2 separate regions of the Mus musculus genome follow, and region 1 is linked to region 2. Evidence: chromatin contacts called from public promoter capture Hi-C data. All regions are on one chromosome and are shown on one strand. Each heading gives the region's core, a stretch centred on a gene start, on an enhancer-like site or on the middle of the called end of the contact. The rest is flanking DNA. Distances are from core to core; before and after follow the strand shown. Region 1 holds the start of Capn8 (calpain 8). Region 2 has its middle 11 kb from the start of Degs1.

Region 1 (3,625 bases), core at 652-3,151, 290 kb after region 2:
ACTGGTCCCGATAAGTGTCCTTGTGGGACACAAAGCCTGATGGGGCCGAGAGGCTTTAACTCACTGAGGACAGGAGTCCGTGCTGGGCGAGGCTTTGCGTACTCATCTGATAGTGTGAAAGGAGGGAGGGGCTAAATTTGAGGGGTGGCCTTGGGGAAAAACTTCCGGGGCACAGGTCTGAAGGATGATCAGAGAGCAGAGCAGAAGAGTATTGCAGTTTGGCAGGAACAGCGCCTGCAAAGCCCTGAAGTGGGACAAACACGACATCCCCTAAACAGAAATCAATGCTCCATGGAGGAAGGAGAGACACGGGAACAGGTGGCAAAGTCAGCAGGACGGGTGTGCTCCGGCTCCCACTAGCCACGCAGAAGCCCGGCGTTCCTCTTAGCTTGCTGGGGATGGCCAGAAAACTGTGTTCAGAGCAACCACTGGTTCCTGTGACTCAGCACGAATCTCAGTTAACTAGGCAATAGGGTCAGGAATAAAAATGCCTCCTCCACCCAAATTAGGGCTTCAAGGCTTCTAGGATCTTCAGTGTTCCAGGCAACGTCAGGGGATGGGGTGGAGCTGGGGTTCTGGTTTAGAGGAAGGGTAGGTCAGCCTTGTGCAGGGTGGAAACTTAGCTGTGAACCCTCAGTGAGCCCAACACTGAGCGAGTGTTAACGCAAATAGAGGCGTTGAGGGAGTAATGGGGGCTCCTGAGGCACGGAGGAGCCAAAGCTTTCGTATAACTGCCTCCTGTCCTGGAAGGTCATGCTGACCTTGTATTTCTGGTGAATCACGGGAAACCCTGCTTTTGTCTGTTTCATGTCTGGCAGGTAAACATGCTCTCTCAGAAGCACCAAGCTCAGGGCTGAACACGTGGATGACCCTCAGCGGGAAGACCGGCAGCCTCAGAGGCTGTCTGGTTCAGAGACCAGTGTGAACCCGCTTTAGAATCATCTGCAGGTGAATGGTCTAAAGACTCTGATATGGGTCCTAGAGACTTAGCTCAGAACTGCTGAATCATGATTATTTTATATTCTGTTTTATTTCATTTTAGAGACAGGGTCTCACGTAACCCAGGTTGGATTTGAACTCACCATTTAGCCCACAGTGACCTCAGACTCCTTATTCTCTGGTCTCTACCTCTGAATGTAGATTGTCCTGCTTGTGCGGCAAGCCCTCGTATCCACTGAGGCATCTTACAGCCAGCCCCCAGAACACTCTTTGAGATGGTGGCGATTAATGCAGGTTACTAGGGAGACTGTGTTGTGGGTAAGTAGTTCAGAGAATTCTTGTCACACTGTACTGGCTGCCTGTGTCTTCTGTAACAAACGAACACAAGTGACTGAAAAGAGCAGAAGTTGGAGATGGAGCAATGGCTTAGGGTTTGAGAGAGCACTGGCTGTTCTTGCAAAGATCTGCGTTGGACTCCTAACACCCACATGGAAGCTAACAGTTGTCTGGAACTCCAGTTCTGGGGACTCTGGTGCCCTCTTCTGGCCTCCAAGGACAGATCACTTATGTAGTGCACAGGTGTACATGCAGGCAAGGCACCATGCTCGGTAAAAATGAAAGAGCAGAGGGTTAGTCTCTTTCTGTTCTGGGCACCCACAGACCTAAGTCATTTCCACTGGACTAAAACCAAGGCATGAGCAGGGCCTCTCCTTACAGAGTCTCTGGAGGAGAAATCACCCCAGCCTATCCAACTTGGAGACTCCTGATAGCCTCCATTGTGGTGTCCAAATAGTGAACAGCAGGAGAAGGTGGGGCAGAGTTGCCTGCACCTTGGATACATATTTGACTCTGTTTATGACTCATGTCCCTTTGGAACAGGGCCTCCCTCAGGTGCAAAGTTTACAGGCCACACCTCCTTGGGAGCTGCCTTAAAGGGCAGCATCCCCATAGGGCAGATGTCTGAGAGGACACAGAAGCCCTGCTTTCCTGTCACCTACAGGACGCACAGGCAGGCCATGGCAGCCCTGGCAGCTGGAATATCCAAGCAACGTGCAGCTGCTCAGGGCCTTGGCTCTAACCAGAATGCTGTGAAGTATCTGGGCCAGGACTTCGAGACCCTGAGAAAGCAATGCTTGAACTCAGGGGTCCTATTTAAAGACCCGGAATTCCCGGCATGTCCGTCAGCTTTGGGCTACAGGGATCTTGGACCAGGCTCTGCAGAAACTCAAGGCATCATATGGAAGCGACCCACGGTAAGGCAATAGGGAAGTGACCATGGCAAGGCACAATTGAGTGTCACACAGGGTACAGAGTTGTCACATCAGGTCAAGAGTTGAAGTAAGTAACAGTGCAGGGTTCTGTTTTCAGATCCTATAGTTCTGATATCCGCCTTACTTCCTAACATTATTTCTAAGGAAGAACACACACAAGCTTTAGAGCTGGACAAGTCAGACCTCATGAGTGGCTCTGCTGATGTGGCCTTGGCTCTGCTGATGTGGCCTTGAGCGACAGCTCTCTGAGCTTCAGTTTTTCCACCCTAAAAATAGTGCGGCTGGAACCATTGTATTTCAGTGTGGTTAGGAGAATGAGAAATAAATCTCAGGGTGTAATTGTCCTGCGTGTAAGAGACACAGAACACAGGGTACTTAGCACTGCACAGTGCCCCCGGGCCAGCACACAGGGGAACAAACCAAGGTTAGACACAGTCAGCTAGGGGCAAACTGTGATAGCATCGCTGCTGAGGGACATGGGTTACTGAAGGTCATAGAAGGTTCCACCAAGGCTGGAGAGAAGAGAGAGGTGGAGGCCATCCTAAAGTTGGTGGGTGTGGTCACACTGTGGTCTTGATGTACATGTCCCTGATGATAATGGATGCTGTGCTTTCTATATCATGGGTGCATCCTCTAGAGGGACAACTGTTTAAAACCTTTGCTCATTTCTCAATGGTTCTGCTTGCTTTTTTGTTTGACTTTGCACTTTTGAGGATAACCCTTTCTTTACTTTGGGAGCATATATGTGTATATATATATATATATATATATATATATGTGTGTGTGTGTGTGTGTGTGTGTGTGTATATATATATATTGCATCTAATAATCCTGGACATTAAGGTGTTTGCTTCATTTGCTCTTCTGCATCCTGATAGCCCTTTATTTTTACACACATACAAGAGAAAATATGTGATATTTATCTCTGTGAATTGGGTTCACTTCAGGTAAAATGGTGATTTTTTTTTTTTGCTTCTGTCCATTTTCCTATAAATGACATGATTTTCTTCTTTATAGTGAACAATACTGCACACACACATATAGCCCCACATAACTATATATTTTTTTATTTATTCATCTGTGGATAGGTACCCGGTTGACTCCATACCATGGCTATTGTCAGTAGAGCTACAATAAACATGGGTGCACAAGTGTCACTATTGTAGCTGACTGTGATTCTTTTGGATCTACACCCGGGGGGAGTATGACTGCTTCTGCTTGTTCTTATGCTTCTAAGTAGAAGGTCTACCTAGGCTCTTGTCTCAAGGAACGGAAGACACATTTGTCTACGTGAAGGTTGCCAGATCACACTTGGATTCTCAAGATGAACGCTCTGTTGGGAGGTTGAAATCCCTTAGGGTTTTTCTGTTTACATGGGTGAAATGCGGCAACTCTACCCCAGAGACAGCAGCTGG
Region 2 (3,706 bases), core at 268-2,767:
AGTTCCAGGGGATCTGAAACCCTCACACATACATACATGCAGTCAAAAACACACCAATGCACATTAAAAAACAAAACAAACCACCTGAGCTCTATCTAGGCTACGAGCTTCTCCTTTGATTTTTGAAAATTTATTTATGTCTATGAGTGCTCTGTCATTTACATTATAGTCTTGCATGCCAGTAAGGGGGGGGGGGTCACATCAAATAGATGTTGTGAGCCACCATGTGGGTGCTGGGAATTGAACTCAGGACCTCTGGAAGAATAGCCAGCGCTCTTAACCGCTGAGTCTTCATCTCTCCAGGCCCCTTTCTTACTTTAAGGTTAGCATTTCCTGACCAAGAGAGTGCAGAAAAACATTGTGGGTTCAGAATTTATAAACCCAACCCACTGTGGGTCTATGCTGGAGTCACCTGTGGGTGGCTGAATTGATACAAAAGAAAACAAACCTGTCATATATTAGACTAATTGGAGGATGTCTCTGAATTTGAGGAGGATAGTTGCTATATATATATATATATTTTTTTTTTTCCAACCAAGTTAATAGTCTTTGATTTTAGACAGTGATTTGAACTCAGGCTCTCTGGGTTTATTCAAGTTAGTCTTCCCCGTTATTTTGTGTTCTTGGATGAACCACAAAGATAAGCCATGAGGATTAAACAGTCCCTAGAGATTCACCCAGCGGCAGGCACGTGGGCTTAGGGCAGAAACTTCATCTACACCGTCAGGAGTCTGTGCACTAGGTTAAAGCTCGTCTTCCACTCTGCCAGAGCCAAAGCTATGTTCTAATTACTACTTAATTACTAAGAGATCCATAAAACAAAATGTCTGTAACCTGTAACCCCCTTGCCCAAGACACATACTTCCTGAAATCCTGGAGGTTGGGGTTTAAGCGGATTACCACTCCTCTAAACAAGTTTGTTTGACCCAACTGCACCTGATGTGCTTGATCACTCTAGGTGGGAGGTACAGTGGGCAGGAAATACACTCGCCCCTGATTGGATGTAGGTGGGGGAGGTCCACTTATACTCGCCCCTGATTGGGTCTGATGGGAAATACCGTTACCGGTTAACCTTTTAAAGCCTCTGCCAAATGTGACTATTTCCCCAGGAACCCTGGAATGGTCCTGGCCAGGGTCCATTACTTAATTAAAGCTTGCTTGAAATTTGGCTTAGAAATTGTGGAACTGGCCTTTCTCTCTCAATTCTCAGGTTTAACAACTCTTGCTTATGTTATTAATTTACAAAACAGGGGCCAAAGTAAACTTCTGGACAGCCAGGCTCAGACAGGTCTGGAGAAATGTGCCCCCCCCCCAATACAGTTACCACACTGCCCCGGTGGCGGTGGCAGAGACTACTCATAGCACCTTCTCCTGGGAGTGGGGAGCAGGGAGCACCAACAAGGAGAGAGAGCCAGCCCTCACCAAGGAAAAGTGTCTGGCAATGACCACATCTCAGGCTTAGCGATCAGTCCCAACAGGACCTGCCATTGCCCAATCCCAGATTCCCCGGTGAGCAAGCAGTTTTACCTAATGGATTGGTAATGGAAGGGCAGGGCAGTGTCGCAGGGTGGAGAGGAGGGCTTTGACTTGGAATAAAGGCTCAAATTGCCGGGGTGAGGGTGGGGTGGGGTGGGGCTGGTTATGCCATCACTCTGAGGGAGAACTAAGAGAAGTTAGCTAATATCCTGGAGTCTCAGAGAAGAGACTTCCTCTAGAGAAGGACCCGCCAGACAATCTGCTTTCTAATGGGTGCATTCAATGGAGATGATCTTGGAAACTGGGAGGGTGCGGCTTTCCTAACTTGCTTGGATTTTTTTTTTTTTTAAGGAGAAGAAAATAGAAGAACAAGTAATGCAGAGACATGTGTTGCCTGTGGCCTGGAAGGCAGACTCCAGGAGCAGGAGAGAAGAGCCTCAGCAAGTGCATGTGAACGTGCCTGCAAGCCTTTAATACCCTCCACCCGTGCTCCCAAGAAAGCTGCTGCTGTTGCTGCTTCTAGATTTATTTATTTTTATTTATATGCGCACACAAGTAGCTGTCTTCAGACACACACCAGGAGAGTGCATTGGACCCCATTACAGATGGTTGTGAGCCACCATGGTTGCTGGGAATTGAACTCAGGACCTCTGGAAGTGTAATCAGTGCTCTTAACCACTGAGCCACCTCTCCAGCCCAAGAAAGCACCTTCCAAACAGCAGTTCCCGATTGGCTGGTATTGTCTGCACCACCAATCCTTGGTCTCTCCCAAAGTCCTCAATTGGGTCCTCCTGTAGATGCTTTTGCAGCTGGCTGAGCTGCCCCCGGTGTTTACAGAGGTGGCCCTGCCATTCCTGCTTAGTCATGGTGTCCACACGGGTAAACTCAGTAACTCTTTCTGTGCTCTCAGGCATGGTGGCCCGTATATGACTACCCACACAAAATCAGGACACCAGGTTGGTGAACTAAGAGCCAACTTACTTTTCAAGAGACCAGGGGTGGGTGGTGTGTTGAGTGGGGGCTTTTAAAAAGTTCATTATCTCCTTTTCTACCCTACTAGATACAAAGGGCTGCAGATCCCTGTAAGGCAGCCAAACGTGTGTGGTGGCCTGTAACTGAACCAGTATGAGAATGAAGTTTTGAGAGATGGCAGATAGCACGCAGCAAGGACATAGAACCTAAAGCCTTCAGGACAGGCTGCGATTGTTTTCTGACCTTGGTGCTTGGTGAGTTCTCTTGTTTTTAATCGATTTTTGAGAAGGTGACAGATGATGAAAAATGGCATCTCTGTGGCTGAAGGATGGCAGCATTGAACTAGAACCTGTGGTTATTTTCAGTTCCAAGTCTTTGAAGTTGGATGGGGAATGAGCTCTTACACGGCTCATGAACAAATCTCTATGAAAAAAATCCCAAAGATGATGGATGGGTGGGCTTCTTGGCAGTCTACGGTCCCTGTGTGTTTGACTGGACAGCCGCTATGAAGTCGCTTGCTATGGGTGGGCTCTGGGCAGTGATGGGTGTTGGATGAAGAACCTACCCTGGGAGGTAGCCATTCATGGTTCTTCGACTGGGCATAGAAGCATCCTCATCACATAGCTTTGAGAAGCTATGTGGACTTCAGCATTCTTACAGTTTGATGCAGATATCTGTTCAAAACCCGGAAGACTGACATGAAGGGTTTTCTCTGAAGACTACAGGAATGCACTGACTTTCCTGGTTCAGGGACTGCCCAGCCAGTAAAGGAAATGCAGATGCTGGCTGTGTGCTTACGGCCACCAGGAAAGCTGCTGTTCAGAGTGTGTAACAAACACCCACTCGTGCTAGGAGAAATCCCAGCTGCCCAGGCTTTCAGGAGTGAGAGGTTCAAGCTGCAAACTGGACAGAGAAAGTGTCCCTGGGGAGTCGTATTGAATCCTTCCTCAGTGGCCAGGAAGAGCAGCCTGTGATAATTACCTAGAGGAGATGGGTTAGAGAAACTCTCCTTGAATGAGAAATTGCTGACCAGCAGGATTTGGACCCTTACAGAGAAGGCAAGTCCATTTTTGCAGGCTTTGGGCACAAACCATCCCTTTTTCCCTTCAGAGAGGATCATATGTACAGTGATGTGTGCCCAGTCACCATTAATCCTAGACTATAAAGGCAACTTATATTTCTGAGTCCCACCTGTCTGTCCCACCCCCTTCCTTCCACACAGCCACAGTTCAGCCCTCCTGATACATGGACAAAACAC

Evidence for each region. Promoter capture Hi-C pulls out the DNA fragments that hold promoters and counts their contacts.
Region 1: a promoter capture Hi-C map of embryonic stem cells shows a contact between it and region 2, with 6 times the contacts expected there. The contact joins the promoter of Capn8 here to the enhancer-like site in region 2. A contact is called at or near these places in 6 of 39 promoter capture datasets (the 3T3-L1 cell line, 3T3-L1-derived adipocytes, the HPC-7 cell line and 3 more), 2 of 115 datasets of contacts at active chromatin or transcription factors (bone marrow-derived macrophages and embryonic stem cells) and 1 of 9 other capture datasets (macrophages).

Annotation. Positions count from the first base shown.
Region 1 is chr1:182,563,106-182,566,730 of GRCm38.p6, forward strand. Capn8 (calpain 8) reads left to right here and starts at 1,902. Exons shown (of 21, transcript NM_130890.2): 1 at 1,902-2,192. The coding sequence starts at 1,956. It overlaps Gm46248 (a long non-coding RNA gene), which reads left to right. Exons shown (of 4, transcript XR_001779884.1): 3 at 819-948; 4 at 1,043-1,376.
Region 2 is chr1:182,270,289-182,273,994 of GRCm38.p6, forward strand. No RefSeq gene overlaps it. Among named protein-coding and RNA genes, the nearest start is that of Degs1, 11 kb to the right of the region's middle. Within about 2 kb of position 1,518, at least 37 of the 459 cell types and tissues checked have an H3K27ac peak or open chromatin away from gene starts, as enhancers often do. A contact at or near this core is called in embryonic stem cells and liver, where this site is marked.